Linked DNA regions of Zea mays: regions 1, 2 and 3 are each linked to region 4. The links are chromatin contacts, called in public Hi-C maps. All regions are on one chromosome and are shown on one strand. Each heading gives the region's core, a stretch centred on a gene start, on an enhancer-like site or on the middle of the called end of the contact. The rest is flanking DNA. Distances are from core to core; before and after follow the strand shown. Region 1 holds the start of LOC100194220 (putative RING/U-box superfamily protein). Region 2 holds the start of LOC100501927. Region 3 holds the start of LOC100281978 (transmembrane 9 superfamily protein member 1). Region 4 has its middle 79 kb from the start of LOC100381576.

The links. Hi-C and Micro-C count contacts between places; a contact is called where the count stands out from the background.
Region 1: a contact with region 4 is called in a Hi-C map of leaf, with 4 times the contacts expected there. The contact joins the promoter of LOC100194220 here to the enhancer-like site in region 4. A contact is called at or near these places in 7 of 25 Hi-C or Micro-C datasets (ear, endosperm, leaf and 1 more).
Region 2: a Hi-C map of tassel shows a contact between it and region 4, with 2.8 times the contacts expected there. The contact joins the promoter of LOC100501927 here to the enhancer-like site in region 4. A contact is called at or near these places in 5 of 25 Hi-C or Micro-C datasets (bundle sheath, ear, leaf and 2 more).
Region 3: a contact with region 4 is called in a Hi-C map of leaf, with 6 times the contacts expected there. The contact joins the promoter of LOC100281978 here to the enhancer-like site in region 4. A contact is called at or near these places in 11 of 25 Hi-C or Micro-C datasets (bundle sheath, ear, endosperm and 4 more) and 1 of 3 datasets of contacts at active chromatin or transcription factors (seedling).

Annotation. Positions count from the first base shown.
Region 1 is chr10:77,739,538-77,742,590 of Zm-B73-REFERENCE-NAM-5.0, forward strand. It overlaps LOC100194220 (putative RING/U-box superfamily protein), which reads left to right and starts at 1,268. Exons shown (of 2, transcript NM_001139261.1): 1 at 1,268-1,391; 2 at 1,872-3,053. The coding sequence starts at 1,948.
Region 2 is chr10:78,116,261-78,119,355 of Zm-B73-REFERENCE-NAM-5.0, forward strand. It overlaps LOC100501927, which reads right to left and starts at 1,616. Exons shown (of 1, transcript NM_001196565.1): 1 at 1-1,616. The coding sequence starts at 1,568. The coding sequence ends at 699.
Region 3 is chr10:78,186,499-78,189,359 of Zm-B73-REFERENCE-NAM-5.0, forward strand. It overlaps LOC100281978 (transmembrane 9 superfamily protein member 1), which reads right to left and starts at 1,455. Exons shown (of 8, transcript NM_001154895.1): 1 at 1,125-1,455; 2 at 846-1,006. The coding sequence starts at 994.
Region 4 is chr10:77,958,819-77,961,809 of Zm-B73-REFERENCE-NAM-5.0, forward strand. No RefSeq gene overlaps it. Among protein-coding and RNA genes, the nearest start is that of LOC100381576, 79 kb to the left of the region's middle. Within about 2 kb of position 1,428, at least 18 of the 20 cell types and tissues checked have an H3K27ac peak or open chromatin away from gene starts, as enhancers often do. A contact at or near this core is called in bundle sheath, ear, endosperm and 4 more, where this site is marked.

The DNA of each region.
Region 1 (3,053 bases), core at 18-2,517, 220 kb before region 4:
TCTACGTACATGTTTGTCGTGTTGTTGTCGAAACTCAAAACGAAGGATTATATGCACGAATAATGACGTTACTCATATGCTTGTCGTGTTGTTGTCGAGACCAGAAATAGAGAATTTCCCGGTATGGCTAATGATATCTAAGTACATGTTTGTCGTGTTGTTGTCGAAACTCAAACCAGAGGACTTTAGGCACGACTAATGATGTTACTTCTATGTTTGTCGTGTTGTTGTCGAGACCAGAAACCGAGAATTTTCCGGTATGACTAATGATATCTACTTATATGTTTGTCGTGTTGTTGTCGAAACTCAAAACAGAGGATTTTAGGCACGACCAATGACATTACTTCTATGCTTGTCATGTTGTTGTCAAAGCCAGAAACGGAGAATTTTATGATATGACTAATGATATCTACGTACACGTTTGTCGTGTTGTTGTCGAAACTCAAACCAGAGGACTTTAGACACGACTAATGATGTAACTTCTATGTTTGTCGTGTTGTTGTCGAGACTAGAAACGGAGAATTTCCGGTATGACTAATGACATCTACGTACATGTTTGTCGTGTTGTCGTCGAAACTCAAAATAGAGAATTTTAGGCACGACTAATGACGTTACTTCTATCCTTGTCGTGTTGTTGTCGAGATAAAAAACGGAGAATTTTCCAGTTTAACTAATGACATCTACGTACATGTTTGTCGTGTTGTTGTCGAGACCAGAAACGGAGAATTTCCGGTATGACTAATGGCATCTACGTACATGTTTGTCGGGTTGTGTCGTCGAAAGTCAAAACAAAGGATTTTAGGCACGACTAATGACGTTACTTCTATGATTGTCGTGTTGTTGTCGAGAACAAAAAACGGAGAATTTTTCGGTATGACTGATGGTATATACGTACATGTTTGTCGCTCGAAACCAGAAATGGAGGCTTAAGGGCACGACTAATGATTCTACTCATCTACTCGAAACCAGAATTTACCGTGCTGTACAGAGTATCTAGTCGGTGACTTTGCCATAGTTAAACCCTCTAGCGATCTATATTCATGCTCGCTCATTTTGGCGACGAAACGAGGAGGAAGCCTGCTCGCGCTACAACAAGCACCGAAGTATCTCTATCTCTAAGATATTATATCTCTAGATAGTATAAATATAATATCTGCCAAAATACCTTCTAATAATCAATGCGATCAAATCTTTTTTGATTCAAAAATAAATGATTTCCATGCTATAAAACGGGGGCACCAGCGGGCCTCAGGGCACCACCACCAAACACAAGAGAAGTAAAACCAAGTGTCAGTCTCTGACTCCCCCTCCCCCCCGGTTCCTCACTTTCTCCTGTGCCGTGGTCTTGACAGTCCGGGCCCACTCTCGAGTCTCCGACCGCATTGAACTCTGTAAGGAATACATAACTCAAATCCCATCGCTTCCATGTCGTTGGTTGCAAGTGGTGGAGCTTTGGGACATGTTTGAAATTTAGGGTTTCTTCATTAGGATTATTAGTTTGTGAATTGTGATCCTTCCTTTTTCGCTGAAGTGGTATCCCCAGTCTTGTTTCAGTTAATGTGCATTTTTTAGAAAAAAAAAGCAGGGGTAAAACTCTATTTTTTTAATAAAAATGATTCACTCCTGGAACCAGTTTCGGACGCTCCTCCCCACCGCTATCGCCGCTGATGGTGGGGCCTGAGAGAACCTCGGCCCTCCTCCGGCGCCGCCAAATTCCGGTGAAGTCTCCATAGGTTCGTGCCGGAGGTTCGATTTTGCTGGACCCCATTTGGATCCTGACCTCCGGCATTGTGCCATTCTCGGAGTAGGGGGAGGCTCGCTCGCTCTTCCTGTTTTTGACTGGTGTCTCGTCCATGGGTGGGGTCCTGCAGGTGTGTACTGTATTAATCATTTAATCGGCGCCAGAGCGACTGGGCGCCGCGCTGCTGCGACTGCGACTACGCGGGCATGGCGGGGAAGGAGGCGGCGGAGAGCAGCAGGGCCAGGAGGCGCATGGATCTGAACCTGTACGTGGGCCTCCCGCCGCTGTCGCCGCCTCGACTCTGGCTCGACACCTCGGCGCCTTCCCGAACGACGTGGGTGTCCCACTCGGGTCCCGGTGCCGCGCTGGACGCTCCAAGGACACGCGAGCCCGAGGAACCGCTCGCCCCGGCGGCGGCGGCGGCGGCGGCCTACTCGCCGTCGAACGCGCTCTTCGCCCCGGACCCGGAGGAGCACCCGGTGTTTGATCCCTTAGTGTACTCCTGGCTCGACGGCAGCGGTGAAGAGTACACCGATGCTCCTGCGCTGTCGGCGCCGGCTCCAACGCCGGTGGATGGTCATGGTGTCTCTGGGCCGCAGTTTCTGATGGCTGCCACTGGGCTGGACGGGGACGATCTTGCGGTACCAAGGCCTGTGCACCCTAGCCGGGTGGCGGCGGCTGCTGCTGCTGCTGGTGGACTGGAGATGGTCGGCACGAGCGTACTTGGGCAGTCCACTCAAGGTGCGACTGCAAGTGAAGCAGGGGAGCTCCGGTTCCTGAGGGCGATACGGATCAGCCAGCAGCACAACATCGTGAGGTCAGGACCAGCGAGCCACACTCAAGTGGCAGCTAGCACGGATGCGGGTAGCCTGGTCATGGCAATGCAACACACACAAAGCGCTTTCGAAGCAGCAGCAGATCCGGATGGCGGCGGCGACAAGGTGCGTGGAAGCGACGCCGCAGAGAAGGACGGGTCCTGTGACTGCAACTGCGACTCCAGCTTCGAGTGCAACATCTGCCTCGAGCGGGCCAAGCAGCCGGTGGTCACGTCCTGCGGCCACCTCTTCTGCTGGCCGTGCCTGTACCGGTGGCTGCACGCGCAGTCGCCCTTCTGCGACTGCCCCGTCTGCAAGGGCGAGGTGTTGCTAACGAGCATCACACCGATCTACGGGAGAGGCGGCGACGAAGAAGGGGACTCCGGCTCCTCCGCCGTCCCCGACCTGCCGCCCAGGCCGCAAGCGAACCGGAGGGACAGCCTGAGGCAGCAGCTGCAGACGGCGACGGACGCCAGAGGGATCGCCGCGGTGCTGAG
Region 2 (3,095 bases), core at 366-2,865, 160 kb after region 4:
CGCTGGCACTGGGAGGACAGCCCGAAGTCGGCGATCTTGGCCGTCCACGCGTCATCGAGCAGGATGTACTCGATGCCCCGCGCTGCACCAAGCGCGATGGTCAGGTGGCCGCGCCACGACGACACAGCCGCCGCCAAGGGGCTGCGACTGTGGAGCTGGTCGTGCAACGTGCTATTCGCCATGAACTCGTACACCAGCACACGCTCGCCGGAGTCAGCGCAGCAGCCCAGCAGACACACGATGTTCTTGTGGTTGGCACGCGCCAGCGCGGTCAGCTCCGAGTCGAACGCCGTCTCTCGGTCTCAGTGCCACGCCACTGAGCTTGATGCCTTTGCCGAGTCCTCGATGTGCTTGATCGCGACCTCGCGCCCGTCGGGCAGGGTGCCACGGTACACGGACCCGAAGCTGCCGGTCCCGATCTGGCTGTCGTCGGAGAACCCGTCCGTCGAGGCGTGGAGCATGTCCAGCGTGAAGTTCTCCACCACCACGCTGCCAGGCCCCCTACTCCTGCTGGACCCGACCCTCGGCGGCATCAGCAACTGCTGCGCACCACCGGAGGTATCCTGTTCGTTCCTGCAGCGGCGCGGCGCCGGTGACACCACAGGACCAGCGTGAACTGCAATGCCACGAAGAAGACAAGGAAAGCGGCGGCCCCGCTGCAATGGTAATCCACATGGTCCTCCTACTCCTGTCGCCCTTCACGGGGACGAGCGATGCGTTGGGCCTGGCGACGTTGAGCTCGAACGCGCAGTCGACGCAGACGCAGCGGCCATCGTCGCAGAGGTTGGCGGAGCCCGGCAAGACGCCGCATTGGCACAAGGACATGGGCAGGCAGGGGCCCGGTAAGACGCGACCGAAGACGAGGCGGTTGGTGGCGTTGAACTCAGGTTCGCCCCAGCAGACCAGGGCCCAGCAGACCAGGGAGTAGTTGGCCATGAACACGCCACAAAAGGCCTTGTCGTACGCGCGCACGTCGAGGAACTGGGCGCGCACGAGTCAGGCTGGCGGCACGGCCACGCCGTCGCCGAAGCAGCGGATGGTGGAATCCGGCGACAGCGGCTGCCGCCGTGTCGTTCCCGGAGCAACGGATGGACGCCGGCGTCCCTTTGAGGATCCCGCACACGAAGCTGTCCCCCACGGCGGCGACGGCGAACCGGAGGTCCCTGGAGATGTTGAGGCCGCGCCAACGCCAGCAGTGGAGCTCCCTGCTGCTGAGCACCCCGCAGACGCGGTACTCTCCCGAGGACAGCGCCCGGAGCCCTTGAGCAGACGCTGTTGGGGAAGGCAGCCGCGAGACCAAGTGGACGAGATCTTTGAGGGAGAGGATGGGAAGAAAGATGTTGTGGGCTAGGAGCGGAGCGGAGGATGTCGAGACGCCATGGATGGAAGGGCGTCGTGGGGAGGCGAGATTTGCGGGCGCGGCTGCACAAATGGGAAGAAATATCTGGCGCGGGCGCGACGGCTGCCATGGATGCGTCGGCATAGATGGGAAGGAGTCGCCCGTGCGCGGAGGGATCGCGGCTGCACAAATGGTAAGAAATTTCTGGCGCGGGCGCGCCGGCTGCCATGGAAGGGCGTCGCGGAGGGTCAGTCGGTCATGCGCGGTGGGGGAGGCGCGATTTGTGGGGAGCCGCCCGTGCGCGGAGGGATCGCGGCTGCACATATGGGAAGAAATATATGGCGCGGGCGCGGCGGCTGCCATGGAAGGGCGTCGCGGAGGGTCAGTCGGTCATGCGCGGTGGGGGAGGCGCGATTTGTGGGGGAGCAGCCCGTGCGCAGAGGGATCTCGCCGCGGATCCATCTCGCCCCAGGGAAGGGGAGCGGGGCGCGCGGGCAGACGGACGTCGAGAGGGAGAACATGGCGCACGAGTGTGGACGCCTACAATGAGAACTTATAGAGTAGTAGAGATTATATAGTGAATTAATAGTCTACTAGGTATGTGCCCGTGTGTTGCGACGACGTATAAATTATTCGATAAATATTAGTGCACAACGATTACATGAAAACGGACAACATATATATCATCAACCCCATATCTCACAAATTAACACTAATGACATGAAATTTGTGTGCAATTCAAATAGTGATAAAATACATTGATATGTAAAAATATTATATGTTATTCTATACTTTTATTAGCATCACCAAAAGTGGACGTTTATATATCTTAAAAGATATATAAGATTGTACATGTGCTTTATCATTGATAAAAAATGAACAATGATAAATATGTAGCGAATATTAATCAACATTGATTCCATAGAAGGATAGTATGTAACAAAAATGAGCAGCGTGATTTTTGGCTGCTTTATTCGATAGATCAAGCCAGGGAAGAGCTTTGCTTCATACTGGGAAGCGAAAGGTCGAGCAAAATGTCAGAACAGTAGCAGGAAAAATCAACAAGGTTGCTGAGAGAATTATGTTAAAAAAGATGAGGAATGCAACTTACACTTAAATCAATTCACAATTAAAAGAAAGATAGGTCAAGAATTTGTGTAGCAGCCTGATAGATGAATTGGGGAAAATAGTGATACCTTTAAATCAATTCACAAAAGCGTGAAGTTATACATAGTTGACTCACAATTAAAATAAAGGGAGATCACGGATTTGTGTAGCAGACTAATAGATGAATTGAGAAAAAATGATGACACTCTTAAATCAATTCATAAAAGTGTGAGGTAGACAACTGTGTCGCAACCCATTTTCTTCCTGATTCAACAAATTAACGCGACTAAGAATGGCATTAGATGGGAGTGCTTTACCACATATACAGAAGTTCAGGATAGAGACACCGAACTGAAACAACATATTGTATAGAAGTATGGACTAATAAGACAAAGGATAGGGCTAAGGGGATTGGATCACCTTGAATAGGTTAATCTTTGTGATTTGACAGGAACGACAACATGTTGAACATATTAAGCTAGTATATAGGACATAGTTTGAGCCATCAAAATTTTTGGATAAGTCTACAGTTTCATATAAATGTTGTGATCTCACAGGAACTACAATTTTATATAAAGGGAAACCATGAATTTTAAGGTCAGGTAGATATATTTTTAGACAAAACTTTGGACACCATACTGCATATCAT
Region 3 (2,861 bases), core at 205-2,704, 230 kb after region 4:
GAGTTATCAAGATTATTATCAAACATCCAAGCTAAATAAGTAGCTCTGAAAACACTTAGGGTGTGTTTGGTTTGACTTTTGGCTTTGGCTTTTGCCCCCTAAAAGCCAAAAGTCAAACCAAGGGCCGAATCTAGAAAGCAGCTTTTTCTAAAAGCCGACTTTCTTGTAGTGCAAAACTGAAAGCACCTCTGGACCTGCTTTTAGCAGCTTTTAGGTGGAACTGTAAAAATATATATGGAAGAATTTTTAGCGACTTTTAGTAGTTTCCACCAAACGGTTTTTAGTTTTTTAGCAGTTCACAGTCCACAACAGCTTTTTTCACAACTCACAACCCACAGCAGCTTTTTTCACAGCCACAGCCCAACCAAACAGACCCTTAGTAATGTGTCCCTGTTTCTATAATTGAAGAATATCACTATACCAGTCTCCTAACGCCGATTCATAACTATTGTTAAGCCCTATAATTGAGTAAAACATGACCTATGAAACACACGGTAATGTTTAAGCTGATGCATTGAAAAGCCGAGCAATTGGGGGAAAATCTCTGTTATAACTGTCATTTCTTATCCATAATAGACCACTGGGCAAGATTCCTCTTGGTCAGATTTCTGTCGCATGATTACTCATAGTTCCTATGCATACAGTCACTTGCCAATTGAGTAGGTGATTTTGGATTAGCTATTAGGATTTTTGGTCGTTTTACTCTCTTTCAAACAGTAGAGTTTTATCAGTAATCCGATTGTGACACAACCTTAACCACCAAGGTAGACAGCAAGCTTATTAAAACTCGCATTGTAAGGAGAACGGTGTATCGAAAGTTTGCGGGTTGCAAGAGTGTGCTGTACCTTGGATTGTGGAAAGGCCCGACCTTGTTGGCGTAGAGAGGAACATGATCCCCTTCCTTGTACTTATGATCAGAGCCATCAGCTCTGGCTCCCAGTGCACAAGCCAAAACTACCACAGCAAGAACAGCACCCGCCCCCGTACTCGCCATCTCCGCAAGCACCTGTTCAAGAGCACCGACAAGTTAGAGAGATCCCGCACCAGAGAACAGCCTGCACATGTAACGCGCAAAGGCGAGATCCTTGCGCAGACTCGAGCCCACCAGCCCCTAAGATCCTTACCAAGATCCAAACTTTCCACCCGGATAAAGCTCAGGCGTCAAAATGACGAGACACTGTCGGGAGATTTCAGCGGGAAAGCGTCCAAACGGCGCCGCTCCCGCACCGCTGCGGGGGCGGCTGATTTGGTGCGAACCCGTCGATGGGGCGGCGGAATTGGGTGAGAACCGTCGACTGGGGAGGGGCGCTTGGGGATGCAACTGCCGGGGATCTGCTGGGCAAAGAAGCTCGGGCAGATTTTGGGAGGAAGAACCGGACACGGGAGGAGATGTATTGAAAGTTCAATAGTTTTTATGGTTTGTCTGGTCAAGCAGCTTGGGAATGGAGAAATCTCTTGGATCTATGGAAGGAGCCGGCCGTGTTTCTCCTTTTGACTTCAGGCAACTCGCGATTTCTAAATTCCGCGGCTTGGCTGCATTCAGCACGATTTTTTAAAAATAATGTTGTTAATGGTTAATTGCTGCTTTGGGTGTTATTTAAGAAAAAAGTTATAACCTTGTGGCTTGTTTGAAAGCACCACAATTTCTGAGGTTTGTAAGTTTGTTTGGTTAGAGAGCAATAACAGCGGAACGGTTTCATTGCAGATTTCGAGAGCTAGATGATTCCATACTCTAAGAACAGCGGAACGGTTTGTTCGGTTATTTTTGTTTCATGTGGATTAGAGTGGATTGGGTAGGATTGAGATGTATTTTGACCTATTATGGATTTAAATCGACTCGATACCATCCAATACACATGGATACACATCAAAACGAACAAGCCCTAAAAGAGAAAGGGACAAGTGGAATGGTGAGATTCCAACGAATTTTTGGGGCAAGCTCGTCATAGAACTAATGTAAATATTCTCGATTTAGAGTCGCTTCTCTTCGACCATTCTGTTCGCTCTTCAACCAAACGTAAAATAAAGCGGCTCCATTCTGCCTCGTTTCCCAACTAAATGGACAAGAAACTCGTTTCTACCCTAGTTTTTAAAAATTGGTTTAATTAGAAAAAACTAGATGTGTGGACTAATTTTTAGCTTTTAAAATACACAAAGACAAGTTTACCGTTACTTTATTTTAAAAGTAGCTGATTCAATTACTCCCTTCATTTTGTCGGTGTCAATTTCAGATTTCAAATAATATCAGGGTATTTGCTTATGTGTTTTATTATAAAGACATTATCCTTTTAATAGGTATAGGGTCCTTAATTATTGTATGATTCACGTATTTATTTAAAAGAATATAATTTCTTATGTAAAATCTATATTAAGTGATAGTTTAACTTAATTCTTTTTTAGAGAATAGATCTTTAACCCAAAGGATAGTTCACATAATAATCTTTTAGATAATCTATTATTTGAAAACATATTTATTTAAATCATGAAATAAGTTTTTTTTCTAGTTTACCCATAATAGAATTTTAGAGCGTTACATGCGTCCTCGTCGGCGGGCACTGCCCAAACCGTCGTCGGTAAGGGAGACGAATTCGTGTTAATAGATCTAGAATGAACAATTAAGAGATTAAATCTTATGCGTACCGGTTCGGTTATTTTGAATCGGGCCACTAGTCTAAGATCGTATGACCTCGATCGCATCCCCCCAACTGCACCCAACCTTCAAAGGACCCCTAAACTTTTCTGGTTTCGCAAAGAAATCCACCACAGTTCAAGTTGTATCACATTCATTCTTGTTTTAATGGAGTAGACCCTGAGTTTCAAAGGAATAGAACCCGCCATTCGAGTTAAACATATTTAGATCG
Region 4 (2,991 bases), core at 178-2,677:
GTTTCCAAGACGAGGAAGAGCAGCCACAGCTGCGGACAGCGAAAAGGATGGGCGGAGGTGACACGAGTGGCGCCGATGCATGCATGTGGATGTGGGATGCCATCATCCTTGCTACTTTCGTCAGCCTCTACCTTTTTTTTTACAGTACCGCCTGCCGCCTACGGCTTCATTTCGATTTTTCTCTCCTCGAATTTTTAGAATTTGTAAATACGGCTGGAGCAAAAAAAATTTCAAAAAAAAAAAAACAAATTGCCGATTCTCAGAGTGAAAAGAAAATGTCACTGTCAGAGAAAGCGACGTGGCTTCTTGTTGGATAGATAGAAGGTGGAGCTATTGCTAGTCCATAATGGCAGGTCCTTACCTAACCGTATTATATGCAAACAGAAGGTGCACACGGCTGGTGTACCAATCACGTGCGTTTGGCTCTCTCTCTCCCTCCTAGTACTAGTATTTGAGACAATTTCCTATTTTACACTAAAAACACCCTCAAAATAGAAATGTTCTATTTGGCATCAGATATAAATTTAATTCTCCATACAACACTACCATTAGTTCTAACCTGTAACGGTAGTTCTAACCTGTAACAGCAGTTACATGTTAGAACTAACGGTAGTGTCTCCAACAATTCCCCTAAGGGTTGATTTGGTGATAAGGGGATCCCGGGAGGATCGGTCCTAAAGCTCCTTAGAAGTCTCTCGCTGAATACATTTTTTTTGAAAAACGTAAAAAATGTGTCTTCAACAACTCCGCTAAAGTGTTCCCAACTTTTTTATAGCCCCTTAAAACTCCCTCATTTATAAGGTTTTTTTAGGCTCACTAGAAACAATCTACCGCTTCTTTAAGGGATCTGTTGGAGAAAGGATTAAAATCTACCCCTGCTAAAACACTAAACTGATGGAGTTGAGTCTCTCGTATCTCGTGCTGTGGAGGGGAGGGGAGCAGGGTCCATGCATCCATTAATTTTCGCACGGAATTCACAAGTTGACACGCACACAGTGTTGAAGATAGCAACGCCGTGCAGCAGTACAAAATACCCTTTACCACACTACCACTGGGTAGAGTGGAGTACGGGCATGCACCCCGGTACGTGAGCAGTGATTGATGAATCGGATCGCTTGTGGCACTGGCTGGACATCCCTGCCCGCCTGTCGTCTCCTTTCTTTCTTTCCCGTTGCGGTGGCTCTCTCCCGCGGCCGGCCCCGGTCGCTTTCGTTCTCCTCTCTCTCCCCTTGGCAATGGCAACCACAACAACAACCAGGCACAGGCAGCATCGTATCGTACGTGAAATGACGGGTGTGACCCGGGAGGGCAGAACCGTCCGTCACGTGGGCCGACGTCCTTTGCGTCGCTCCCTCCCTCTGGTCCAGGCGTCCTCCCCTCCGGGGGCCCACTTGCCTCGCGAGTTGATGAGAGAGCCTGGGAGGAGACGAGATGTCGCGAGATGACGCGTGCTGTGCTGTACGTGAACGTGAACGTGGGGCTGGCCTGGTCCTAGTACGAGTGCGCGCATCTTTCACGTCTGCAAGCAGTGCAGGCACACACACACACAACATGCCAGCTGTTAACGGGTCAAAAGTTTCTCCTGCCTCCGCGTCCGCACCATCTACCAGTGTTAGTGTAGACGTTTCGCTTAGTTTGTGCAGTGCAGACGTTGTGGCTTCGCTTCATTACCACACGGAGAGGTCGATGCCATGTACAGTATGCATGCATTGAAATTTAGGTAATGGTATGTTGCTACAGTTTCCGTTTGTGATTAAGCATAGTAGAGTTTAACTTCTGATATAATAAGTACAAGTTTTATATATGTTTGCTACTGTTGCAAGTAATAATATTTCACACAAACACATGCATGTTGTCATAAATTTGTTATGGTATTTCTAGATTATATTAAAGATAGACCCTATCTACATTCCTAAAAACTAAAACTGTCGATCATATAAGATCATTTTGTAAGGGGTGGCTCTCGATCCATCTCAGTTCGAGCTGACTCGTTTAGCTCGCTAGCTAAAAAAATATACACACATATAGAACAATATTATCAATCACTAGTTAATTCTAAACCAATTTAACACTAAAAAGAGTAATAATAGCTCTGGTAATTATACACTACACTTAAGATATAGAGAAGTAAATAGAAAAATGTGCTATAAATTGTACATTAGAAAAAGTAGCATGCAAATTTATAGAATCAATTTTCATCTCTCACCCCCATGAATTTAAGATAGGCTTATATATAAACTTTATAAATTTATGGAATGTCACTTTCTAAAATAAATAGCATACTCCATAAGTTAGATTTCAATCCCTCAAAATGATGGTAGTTATTGAGGAATGAGTTTAGGATTTCAATTTCACTGGAAGGATGATTGATATTTGTTTGGTCCAGCCTGTGAATTAACCCGACAAGGTCGATTTCACAATACAGATTCTCTTCTTCGCTAAAAACACCGAGAAACAAGGAATTGCTAGGACAGCGGAGTCGATAGCTAGCCTTTTACTACCGATACCGAAACTCAGTCAAGTGACCCAATAAAGGAGTGAGTGAGAGCAGCTACAAGCTAGGGTAGGCAGGTTGTCCGACAAATGGCTTTCCTATCACTGAAATTATATACTCTTTTAAGAAAGGAAAAAAGAATGCGGTAGGCAGACACTTTTCAAAGCAGGAACCAACAGAGTTGAGTAAAGAAAATGCACAACGGATTTGGCCCCAAAAGATAGACAAATAGCAAAGATCACCAACACAAATTACACATAAGTCTTTTTAGATTCTAGAAAATATGACTTCTTCACTTCGACGAAAGATGGAGCCATTAAAAATACTCAAAACCAACTAGCATGAAAATCCAACTATTATCTAACTCAGTAACTACTAGGTAAGCTCCCTCAGTAAACAGGTCTCAGCTGATAAGTGTAGTATCCCTCCATCATACGGAGTACTAGGCGGCGGTGCTGAGACAGAAACAAACGAGGCCTTAGGAAAATAGAAATCCC